Linked DNA regions of Mus musculus: all the other regions are linked to region 2. The links are chromatin contacts, called in public Hi-C and promoter capture Hi-C maps. All regions are on one chromosome and are shown on one strand. Each heading gives the region's core, a stretch centred on a gene start, on an enhancer-like site or on the middle of the called end of the contact. The rest is flanking DNA. Distances are from core to core; before and after follow the strand shown. Region 1 holds the start of C230037L18Rik (RIKEN cDNA C230037L18 gene). Region 2 holds the start of Twf1 (twinfilin actin binding protein 1). Region 3 holds the start of Ncaph2 (non-SMC condensin II complex, subunit H2). Region 4 holds the start of Creld2 (cysteine-rich with EGF-like domains 2).

Region 1 (2,703 bases), core at 180-2,679, 5.1 Mb before region 2:
GCGCTGGGCATCAGCCATGAGGTCTCGGGAGAAAGACACATACCGGGCCTCCAGTCCAGGCAGCCAAGGGGGCTGGGCCTCCACTGTCAGGTTGGCCAGTAGTGGGATGGGAACAAGGCCTTGGTCACAGCCACCTTTGCAGGGGATGTCTGGTGGGAAGCACGTTAGGTTCTGACAGGGACCCTGGGGAGAGCAGAGAGCGGTTAGTGTGAGGGAGGACTGGCTACGGGTTAGGGTACAGTTGGTATGCGGGCTTGGGTGTGTGTTGGGGGGCAGCAGAGGGTCCGGCTGGTTTGTACCTGGTCATGGGAATATGGGATGCCCAGGAATCGGTGGAAGCCCTGATGCGGGGGCAGGAAGGCCCCCTCTGGCCCCACTCCAAGATGCCACTTGCCAGCCATCCCTGTAAGGTAGCCTCGAGCAGCCAGGACTTCGGCTAAAGTCACCTCCTCCAAGGGCAAGCCCCCTTGGGAACTGGGCCCCAGAACTCCAGGGTACATGCCTGATCGAACTGGGAGCCGGCCAGTCAGGAGGGCGGCCCTGTAGTACAAACCACAGAATCCATTATCTGCGAGTCCCACAGAGATGAACCCAGAGAGAAGAGGGAGAATGGTGGACATACCCACAGAGAGACAGAAATGGGATGAGCCAGGGGAGAGGGGAGGGGCAAAGGTCCCTCACTCACCGAGATGGCGTGCACAGAGACACAGGCACATAGAAATCTGTGAACCGTAGTCCACCTTCAGCCAACTGATCCAGGTTAGGGGTGGTAGAACTGGGGTGCCCATAGGAGCCGAGGTCCCCATAGCCCAGGTCATCCGCAAAGATCAGCAGGATGTTAGGTGGGCTGGCAGTGCTCAGGCCTGCAGCCAATGCCAAAAAGAGGGTCCCCAGGGCCATGACAGAGATACAGATGGGCCTGTGTCCTCAGTCCCTTGGTAGGGAAGGCAGAGCGATTCCAGCAGGCTCGTTCCTTGAGCGCCCAGGCCAGCCCCTACCTGAGGCCCCAGTCCCGAGCCCTCCTCCTCCCCTGAGCCGCCAGACCCAAATAATCCTTCTGTCTGTAGGTCCACTCTCTGAAGCTCCAGCGAATCTGTCAGAACTCGGAAGGGGGTGGCCTGGGGTGTAACTCCACAGAGCCCCTAAAGGACCAGGGCTTCATTAACGTCACGAGCGGGGATCTGACCCTGTTCACCCAGAGGTGCCAGCACAGGCTTGGGATCAGGAGCAGAAGTCACTTCACATTGACCCGGGAGGCTCCAGCGCCATGGGACAAGGGCGGTTCGAAATTGAGGAGGAACTGGTGGTAGACAGCGTCGATCTCAGGCAGTCTCGGATACGCCCGCGGTCACGTGACAATTGGCTGACCCAGAAGGGGCGGGCTCTGGGACTGGGCGGTACAGAGTCGGGGCTAGGTGGAGCTGGGACCGGGCGAGGCGGAGCTGGGGAGCCGAGCCAAGCGGGTTTGTGTGCCTATGGGAACCTTCCGGGTGGGGCTGCTGCGGACCTGGGACCGGGGCGGGATAGGGTGAGGCTGGAGATTGCTCGCGTGCTCCCGATCCTTATCTGCGCCGGTTGGGGTGTCCCGTGCTGGGCTTGGTAACCTTACGTTCTTTGCTCCTGCGCGCTAGGCTCAGGACTGCCTAGCAGTGCAGCACTACAGCTATCTGGCTCTCCTGCTGTGTCGCTCTTAAATGCGTGTCTGGAGTTCCTCTGGCGAATGGTGGGCTGTTTGTCTCATTTCCTCTGATGAGATACTTGAGGGATCCTTGTTGAAAAAACATCAGCATCCCCCTTCTGACTGAGCAAAGAGGCAAAAACCATGGAGTCTGACTGCAACAAACCAGGAAGACAAATCTGATTGGCTGCTGGCTTTTTGCTCACAACCACCTTTGGTGAATTTTGTGAAACACAATGTATCAAATTATTTAAAAAAATCCTTTCCCTTCTACACGCGTAACTGGTGTTTAAGGTTGAGTGTGTGTGTGTGTGTGTGTGTGTGTGTGTGTGTGTGTGTATCTGTGGTGTTAGAGCTGGGATGTGTGTCTGTGAGTCTGGTGTTTGAGAAGGGTTGCTGGGTTCCTGTGTGGTATAGCTTAGGGCACATTAGTATTGAACTAATGGGAAGACAACATGACTTGTTTCTAACTCTTCATTTATACATTATTGAATATAACCTTTTTTTCTTATCAGTTTTAACTGTTAAGGGAGACTAACAGATATATCCCTCAGAGGGTGGAAGGGTGGGTTCTTAGTGTACTTTAACATCTAAAGGTCCCTGTGGTAACTGGACTTCCCAGATCTCCCCGCCCCCAAAAGCCCCTGACCTGAGTCACTTTTCCGGAGCAAGTCTCTTCCAGGGTATTTCCTTGCAGGTGGCTGTTCCTAGGGAAGTCATTTGTCCAGATTCTTGGCTTTGATTCCTCTCCAAGACAGAGTGGCACTCTAAGACCTCTGGCGTCAAGATGGTCACGACCTGCGCACCCAGGAAGGAAGACGCTGGAGCCAGGGGGGAGATAAACAGGGTTCTGGAAGGGCCTCCCGACTACAGTAGCGGATCAGACTCAGGATCACCCAGTGGTCTAACACAGGCTCAGGTCAGGAGCAGACAACACGTGACACTGAGTTGAAGGTGCCCTCTGGCAAGCAGAATGAGGGTGGTTCAGAATGACGAGTAAACTGGTCATTGATTTATTGATTTTT
Region 2 (2,700 bases), core at 101-2,600:
ATACTAGCATTTAGAAGTACAGGAACTTCAACATTTTAGCCACAGAACTCAGTAGCAGAAGTAACACTAGGGTGAATGCTTTCAGTCAAACCCAGTAACAGACAAATTGCTCCATGTTTGAAAATGTTAACAAGTTGCTTCTAATAGTCCAATTTTAAGTTTGTGATGTGTGCTCCTTCATCAAATCATGTCCTGTATCTGTCCATCAAGAACAACAGGATCAAATCTCATATACTGATTAAAGAAAAAACCTGTAAAATACACTAGATCTTACATTTTTCTTGCATCTCTTTGTAAAAAGTTATAGAAGCCACCCAGGAAATAAACATTTAATAACCTATCCCTTGTGTAGTCATCATTGCTTCAAATTCGGTCTTGTGTTGTTGATTGCCAAGCAAGACTAATATTTATGTCTTGTTATATAAAAGGCTCAAACATTAAACAATAATTTTGATATATTTAAATGTCATAAGTAACACGGGGGAGATTAAGTGTTGTTAGATCGGAGACTATTTTTGCCTGCATGTGCACAGAATTAAGTGGTAGTGTCAAAAACCCTTAAAACACAAAACAAGTTATTAAGTGGTCACCCGGGGGAAAGGCTCGGTTAACTATTACGGGAAGTGCTCTAGTTTATATTAGAACTCGTTAAATAACCCCGGGATATATTATTTGATTCCGTAGGAGGTTGAGTACGTCCAAGTTGCCTATTTTCCAACCAGGAAATAATAAACGGCGAGTAAGATACACAAGTAAACTGCACATTCGACTGTCTCCACGGGGTTCATGAGGTGCAGCTACACAGATCAGACTTTGCAGCTGCCTGGGGTGCAAGCATCCAAAGATGGAAAAACACTCCCTACTCGGGATTTCTCCGGAAGGAAGGCACACCCGCGTTCTGAGAGAAAAATCCGGGGAGTTCGGGAGGCAGCCTACAGCGGTGGGAGCTGTTTGGTTTTCAAACGATCTGAGTGCTGGAGCAATCTCCTTTGGCGGGTCCCGAGGAAAAAGTCGCTCGGCTGGCCGGCGGCAGGAGCCCAGCCAGCTTCGGTCTTCCTGCTCTCGGCACGGGGGCCGGGATGCAGCGGGGTCGCCCGGGACATCCTCACATCCTCGGTTCTCTGGCAGCCACCACCGGCCTGTTACGTGGCGGCCGCCGGGGAGGGCCGCGAGGGACACAGTCGGGGCCGTCGCACCCAGAGCAGCTCCAATGCCGTGCGCGCCTCCAGCGTTCCGGCCCGCAGCCTCCCGGGAGCCCCTGCCCCGTGGCGCCGTTACCTTGGATGCCTGTCTGGTGGGACATGGCGGCGGCCCCAGGCTCCCGGCTCCGGCGCAGGGTGCGGTAGCGGCCCCGGCCGGCGGATCCAGGAAGTAGCGGCTCCGCCTGTGCGTCATCGGCCCGCGACTCTCAGCCCCGCCCCCAGCACCAGCCCCGCTCTCCAGCGCGACATAGACCCCGCCTAGGATCCCGCCCCCTGTTCTTTCACTGGCTACTTTCATTGTCGTCACAAGCCCCGCCCCTTAAGCCATTGGCCATGCCCTTTCCCGGCAATCACCCCCCCTTGCCCCCCCCCCCCCCCCCCCCGCTGCTGTTTCTGTCCAGGATGCACCTTCTGGCAGTGGGCTGTGTGTCTATCACACGCCGCAGCGACACACCTCATCAAAATGCTTTAGAGGGAAAAATGGCCATTTTCCGAAACAAACGCTTTCTACATGAAAGACATATCCTTTGCTGTAAAGAAAAGACCATTTTAAGGCGAAAGATAAAACAGTTAAACATTTGCAAAGCAAGATGGGGCTCAAGACCACTCCTGGCCCACTTTAAAATAAGAGACTGTAGAGTTCTCCATTATTTTCCCCGTGATTTGAATCTCAAGCTGTTCACTTTTCAATTGGTCACTATCACACAAAACCACTGTTCTCACCTCAAAAAAGAGAAAAAAAAGTCTATTCTGAAATCAAATATGTGCCCTATCAGGCGGGGAGGAGGCACTAATTCAGGTGACACCCCATCCCAAATATCATGTTTCAACTTGGTAACAGACTTATGAATTTTTTTTTTAGTACCAGAACAAAAGAAAATCACAAATCATCTTTAAAATATATTTGGTGGGGACATGGGGCTATACCCAAAGTGGCGAAATTTCTGCTACTGGTTCAGATATTATCTGAAGAGGGCATCTTTAACCTTTCAATGGGAGAAGCTAAGTGGTCTGTACATTTCCAAGGATGGACTCAGAAGTGGCTAGTAACTGGGATGGCCCAAGATAATTCAGCTTAGGACCTACACCACAGTCCTACACAATCAGGCACTTCTAATCAGCTAGGCAACCTTTTTGAGTCTTGAACAGGTTTGGGGTGGCTTTTTTTTTTTTCTGGAAATTTCAGCTCATAGCACTTTAAGAGACCTCATTGTCCTTTCTCTGGTTCCCCCAAAGAACTGAGTGTGAAACCACTGAGCCATTGAGCTGACCTGAATATCTCTCTGTGGTCAGCTCTACCCTTGGAAACCATTAACAGAGCTTTGCTTTAGGTTAGCCTTTGATTGCTTCAAGTCAAATGTGTGTTCGTAGTTACCTGGATGCAATACATTTGTATGGAAACAGCAGACAGGAGTTACCGTTCTTTCTCACTGTACACTTTTATCGGCATGCATTCCCCTGTGAAAGTTTATTCTATTGTTTATTTTTATGTATGTTT
Region 3 (2,700 bases), core at 53-2,552, 5.2 Mb before region 2:
AATCACTCACCACTGGAAATAAAGGAACACTTGGCCCACCTGTAGGGAGAGAAGTGGTCAGGGAGCCACTGTGTGTCTGCTGCATCAGGTGAGGCAGAGAGAGAGGGTGGGTTAGATGAAGGCTGAAGTTTTAAGTGTCTCACTTGCCTGGTAGGCTGATCGGTATGCAACCCAGAGCAGCAGGTAGACGAAGGGGTGTCTCAGAGAGTTCAGGAGCAGGGCGCCCAGGGCTAGCACGGTGCCCAATAAGGTCAGTAAATCCAGACCTTGGGCAGTATCCAGCCCCAGTCTTGGTGCCTCCCACAGCAGCGTTGGTGTTTCCCACAGCTGCTGCCACAGGCCCTTGCCTTGGGGCCGCAGTGTTCTTCGAGCAGGAAGGATGCCCTCTGGGCCATAGAGGCCTGTGGGAGGGTATGTCAGGGCCAAGTCTTAGACATCTTCCCAGTCTAACATGCACATGAACTTAGGCCCCGGAGATGCTCCACCACCAGCTCCTGGCATGCAGATGTCCCAAACCCCCAACTCCAGGTTGTGCTTGCAGATGTTCCCATCCCAGGCAGGGCTTGCTCTGTCTACCAGATGGTCTCTCTCTCTCACGTTGGAAATTGTTGACCCCCAACACCAGGTTCAGAAGACCTGATTCTGGGTCAGCACCTTCTGTCAATTAGAGCGCATCCCTCTCTTACCTGCCCACAGAGTCCAGGTAGAAATCTGCCACCCACTCCCCTCGGGGTTTTTCCCTAAGCCTAGATGAGACTACTAATAGTTAAGGGAAATCGACCCTTGTGCTTCTTTTTCCTCCACTTTTGTTGCCCGCAAACTACCACCCCTTAATCCCGCGCAGAGAGAGGCCTGGACTTTACACCCGCCTCAGAGGGCAGTGAAGGAAGGGATGCTACCACGTCCACGTGTGACGATTCAACCCCTCCGCGCCCTCACCTGGGATCTGGGTGTAGAGGGACGCAAAGGCGAACAAGTAGACAGCGGCCACACCCTGTAGGAAAAGCTGCTGTGGGACCCGGGAGCTCGCCATGTCCGCTACGCGGTCTTGCCGAAGTAGTGCCCTCTAGTCTCCTAGCTGCCCCCAGCCCGGCCTCTGGCCCACGCCGCAGCCGGAATCCGTCAGTCCGGTCGGGTCACTGAGCTCCACCCAGTGCCAAAGAACTCACCGCTAACCACCTAGAAACTTAGTCTCCTCCGCTCCTCCAGGCCCCCCCCCTAGACACGGAGCCCCGCCCCCGGTGTAGGCCCCGCCCCCGTCGGGCCCGCTTCTTTACTTCTTCGAAACTGGGCCCGCCTGACGTCATACGTGTGCGCGCAGTGCCCTGGCTACGTACTTCCGGGGCGGGAGCACCAAAATGGCGCCAGAACCAGTAGCGGGTTGAGCCATGGTTCCGGGCTTCTAGTCCCGTTCTAGACATGGAGGATGTGGAGGTGCGCTTTGCTCACCTCTTGCAGCCCATCCGGGATCTCACTAAGAACTGGGAGGTGGACGTGGCGGCACAGCTGGGCGAGTATCTGGAGGAGGTGAGGGCGGCGGGGGAATGGCATCGGCCTGGGCGCTCAGGCTGCATTGCCACCCCCCGCCTCCGGGTCTGTAGCCGTCTGGTGTGTCATCCGCAGTCTTGTTTCTTTCCTCACCCCCCTTCAAAATCCAGCCTGCCTCTCGAAACTTTCAGCTAGATTCTCCCGGAGCTGTCCTTTTCAGGCCTCTGTCGGTTAGCGAGCTGTGAAGTCGATTTGGTTGGATGATAATCATTTTTCTCCAACAAGTACATTATTTCCGTTTTCTTTGGGGGAATACAATACATTAAGAAGCAAACTTTTTGTTTTCCCCTTTTGGGGGCGGATTTAACCTGGGGCTTTGGACAGGTTTGGCAGGCACTCTACCACCGAGCTTTTTTTTGGAACCTGTTTTTCTTCTTGAGCCAGGCGCCAAGGCAGGTCTTAAACCCGAAGTCTTCTGTCCCAGTCTCCCGATTATTTGCAACTACCAATCAACCCTACCATACCAGGACTCTTACAGTAATGGAGAGAGATCTGGTTCCCGAAGGAAAAGGGATTTTGTATCTTAGACCTCAAGCCCCGCCCACACGATCTTCCCGCAGTGCGACGCACCCATACCCCAGGCTCTTAATTTGAACCAGTTTTGTCCAGAAGGATCCGCCCCCTCCCCCATCCTGTTGGTGGCCCAGCCCCTCGCCGTAATCTAGCCTATCAGCATTCCATTCCTCCGTTTTGTTTTTTTTTAAGTTCAGGTCTATTCAGTCACTGTCTGCTCCGTTTCTGCACGTTCACACTTTGGCTCAACACAATCGGATCCCACTACTGAATAGTTACAGGTCTCAACTCGAACTGTAGTGGTCTTCGTATTTAAAAATAAAAGAGACGCTCGAAGTGCCCTGTTGGGGAGATTTCTCGGTCTGACAGCTTCCTTTTTGAAACAGTGCTCTTAGGATTTCTATTTGACTGCTTCTGTTTTCTTTCTTAAGTGTCGAGCTTCTTGGGGTGGAGTCTTCTTTCCCTTAAAAATAGAAAATCTTACTTGTGTGATTTTTTTTTTTTTTAAATACAAGTTTTCAACTCCATGTGGTGGGATACACCCATACCGATCTTCCTTGTGAGCTGTCCCAGATTTGTTTGTTCTAGCCACTCCCTTGGCATGTGCTGGGATGTTACTCGAGCTCTTGGATGTTATTT
Region 4 (2,700 bases), core at 193-2,692, 5.8 Mb before region 2:
CAACTTATCAGCCGGGCGTGGTGGCGCACGCCTTTAATCCCAGCACTTGGGAGGCAGAGACAGGCGGATTTCTGAGTTCGAGGCCAGCCTGGTCTACAGAGTGAGTTCCAGGACAGCCAGAGCTATACAGAGAAACCCTGTCTCAAAAAACCAAAAAAAAAAACAAAACAAAACACCTATCACAGGAATGGGGGCAGCTGCAGGGAAGAAGAGATGCTAATGGCTAAGCTCCAGGAGCCAAGCTCCAAAAAGCTATACTGCTCTTCTGAAGGTCCTGAGTTCAAATCCCAGCAACCACATGGTGGCTCACAACCACCTGTAATGAGATCTGATGCACAGAGCAAGCAGAGGTCGTAAATTCAACTCCCAACAACCAGATGAAGGCTCACAACCCTATGTACAGCTACCGTGTGTACTCATATACATAAAATAAACAAATCTTTAAAAAATTAAAAGCTATACTCTTCGCAAATGTGGCGTGGAGGAGGAGGGCATCTCAGATTAGGGGGTACCCTTCAAAGATCCTGTCGTCCCTGTCCATTGTGATTCCAAAGCTTCCAAGGGAACTGTGGGAATCATTCGTTCAAATTGTGGCTTTAACCTGGAAGTGTTAGCTGGTGTAGATGAACTTACTTGTAAACCAAAGACCAGACTAAACTGTTACTATTTATACAATCAGATGTTCTTTAAAATACACATAGTCCACATCTCCTCCTCCTCCTCCCTCAGGTCACTTAAAGTTCGGAAGGTCATTGTGAACTCACTGCCTGAGGCCCCTGAGGAAATGTCGACCACTGGGGCCCCCTCAACCACACTGAGCAGGACCCAGATGTAGAGCTCTGTTTACGGATGACAGCTCCGGGCGCCAGGTGAGGAGGATGGATGAACGGTCCAGGCCTCGGGCGAGATGTCCCGCCCCCAGGGACACGCTCAGCCTCTAAGTGACAGGTCCATCCCCGGGTTGAGGAACTCAAAGGCCGTCACGCGCGCTCGGGAGAACCCCAGCTTCGCCACCTCCCGCCCGAGTACACCAATCCCGGCGACGCGCGCTAACCTCTCCTCTCCGCAGGACCCCGCGGAACTGAGCAGACTGACCAAGGCAGGAAGCCGGCTGCGGAAACCGGGCCCGGAAGCCAAGTCTTTGCCCGAACTTGACATGGCCACCATTGCCCAGGCTGGCGACCGCAGCTGGCGCTTCCCGCCCGGAGAAAAGATGGCCACTCGTGGAGGGCGGGGCATGGGGACCCGATAGAAGATTACGGTTCTGCCTCATTCTCGCGGGACGCTGACCCGGGGCCTTCTCATTGGTGGCTTCTCGTGGCGAGCCTCAATTGGTCCACATCAGGCAAGGGGGATTCCTCCGGCCAATAGAAGCGCGCGGGGTGAAAGGTGGGCGGGGCCTCGGCGACGCAGTCAAGTAGCCCGGGGAACGGCCGGCGCGCGGGCCGGTGGGCGGAGGCTCAGACTCCGCCGCAGTTCTCGGTGGGTCGCCGGGCAGCCCTCCCGCCATGCACCTGCTGCTTGCAGCCGCGTTCGGGCTGCTGCTGCTGCTGCCGCCGCCCGGGGCCGTAGCCTCCCGGAAGCCGACGATGTGCCAGAGATGCCGGACGCTGGTGGACAAGTTCAACCAGGTGGGCGGGCGGCGGGGTCCGGGGCAGCGGCGCTGGGGCAGGGGCTGGCGGCGGGGTTCACGGTAGCCCATCGAGCTGGTGCCACCTCCACTACAGGGGATGGCCAACACGGCCAGGAAGAATTTCGGTGGCGGCAACACGGCGTGGGAAGAGAAGACGCTGTCTAAGTACGAATTCAGGTGAGTGTTCCCAAGAAGTGCGAGGATGTGCGGTCGCGGTCTGTGAATCGGTGGTCAGACCTTGGGGTCGGTGCAGACCACCGGCACACGGAGGAACCCCTTCGATGGTGGTGGACACCTGTCAATGGTCGTCCCTGCCTCTGGCCACTCAACTGGTCTGTGGTTTCCACACTCCCTACGGCCACTTCTGTGCGCACAGACACTGGAAGGCTTTTACACACACGCACACGGGCCTTTTGGAAACTCAGACTGGAGCCCCTCGCCCTCCTAGAGACTTCTGGCTTCCCTGACTAATGGAATAAGCTCCCTTTCTCATGCTGTAGGGATGGAGGGGCCTACCATTCCTGGGTCCGCTGCACACCCCCCGGTTAGCCTCCCCTTACTGACTAACCTTGCCTGTGGTTGTAGAGACTCTCCTCTTCGCTAAAGTAGTCTCTAGGAGGGACATGTGTAAAGTGAGCAGACTGGTGCTTTGGGGTGCTGGTGCTTTGGGGTGCTGACAGATTGTGTTTCAGTGAGATCCGGCTTCTGGAGATCATGGAGGGTCTGTGTGACAGCAGTGACTTTGAGTGCAACCAACTCTTGGAGCAGCAGGAGGAGCAGCTAGAGGCTTGGTGGCAGACACTGTGAGTGCCTGGGACCCTGTCTTCTGATCTCGCATTTTGCAGTATCTTCCCAGTAGAGAACCTAGAGAAGCAGGAAATATCCTACATCCCCATCCCGATTTACCCCTGCGCTGCCACCATCTCTTAGAAGCTTCCAAGGAGGTCCTGTGCACACCTGACCCTTGCTTCCCCCATCACATAGCCTTGAGGGCGTGGACAGTGCCTCCTAGCCCGAATCACCTGAGGTCCTTAGTTGCTTCAGCCTGAAGTTAAGAAGTGAAAATT

The links. Promoter capture Hi-C pulls out the DNA fragments that hold promoters and counts their contacts. A called contact is a pair of places that touch in the nucleus more often than the background predicts.
Region 1: a contact with region 2 is called in a Hi-C map of CD8 T cells, with 4 times the contacts expected there. The contact joins the promoter of C230037L18Rik here to the promoter of Twf1 in region 2. A contact is called at or near these places in 1 of 39 promoter capture datasets (pre-B cells) and 1 of 484 Hi-C or Micro-C datasets (CD8 T cells).
Region 3: a contact with region 2 is called in a Hi-C map of neutrophils, with 8 times the contacts expected there. The contact joins the promoter of Ncaph2 here to the promoter of Twf1 in region 2. A contact is called at or near these places in 1 of 39 promoter capture datasets (pre-B cells) and 3 of 484 Hi-C or Micro-C datasets (CD4 T cells, neutrophils and regulatory T cells).
Region 4: a promoter capture Hi-C map of pre-B cells shows a contact between it and region 2. The contact joins the promoter of Creld2 here to the promoter of Twf1 in region 2. A contact is called at or near these places in 1 of 39 promoter capture datasets (pre-B cells) and 1 of 484 Hi-C or Micro-C datasets (B cells).

What each region holds. Positions count from the first base shown.
Region 1 is chr15:89,474,823-89,477,525 of GRCm38.p6, forward strand. C230037L18Rik (RIKEN cDNA C230037L18 gene) reads left to right here and starts at 1,430. Exons shown (of 5, transcript NR_077233.1): 1 at 1,430-1,463; 2 at 2,437-2,597. It overlaps Arsa (arylsulfatase A), which reads right to left and starts at 2,602. Exons shown (of 9, transcript NM_009713.4): 1 at 2,328-2,602; 2 at 686-1,833; 3 at 300-540; 4 at 1-183. The coding sequence starts at 900.
Region 2 is chr15:94,588,474-94,591,173 of GRCm38.p6, forward strand. It overlaps Twf1 (twinfilin actin binding protein 1), which reads right to left and starts at 1,351. Exons shown (of 9, transcript NM_008971.4): 1 at 1,279-1,351. The coding sequence starts at 1,303.
Region 3 is chr15:89,354,417-89,357,116 of GRCm38.p6, forward strand. It overlaps Ncaph2 (non-SMC condensin II complex, subunit H2), which reads left to right and starts at 1,303. Exons shown (of 20, transcript NM_001115132.2): 1 at 1,303-1,527. The coding sequence starts at 1,420. Lmf2 (lipase maturation factor 2) reads right to left here and starts at 1,243. Exons shown (of 14, transcript NM_178919.4): 1 at 940-1,243; 2 at 148-401; 3 at 11-39. The coding sequence starts at 1,033.
Region 4 is chr15:88,818,204-88,820,903 of GRCm38.p6, forward strand. It overlaps Creld2 (cysteine-rich with EGF-like domains 2), which reads left to right and starts at 1,443. Exons shown (of 10, transcript NM_029720.2): 1 at 1,443-1,631; 2 at 1,728-1,810; 3 at 2,326-2,436. The coding sequence starts at 1,509. Alg12 (asparagine-linked glycosylation 12 (alpha-1,6-mannosyltransferase)) reads right to left here and starts at 1,115. Exons shown (of 10, transcript NM_001142357.1): 1 at 1,055-1,115.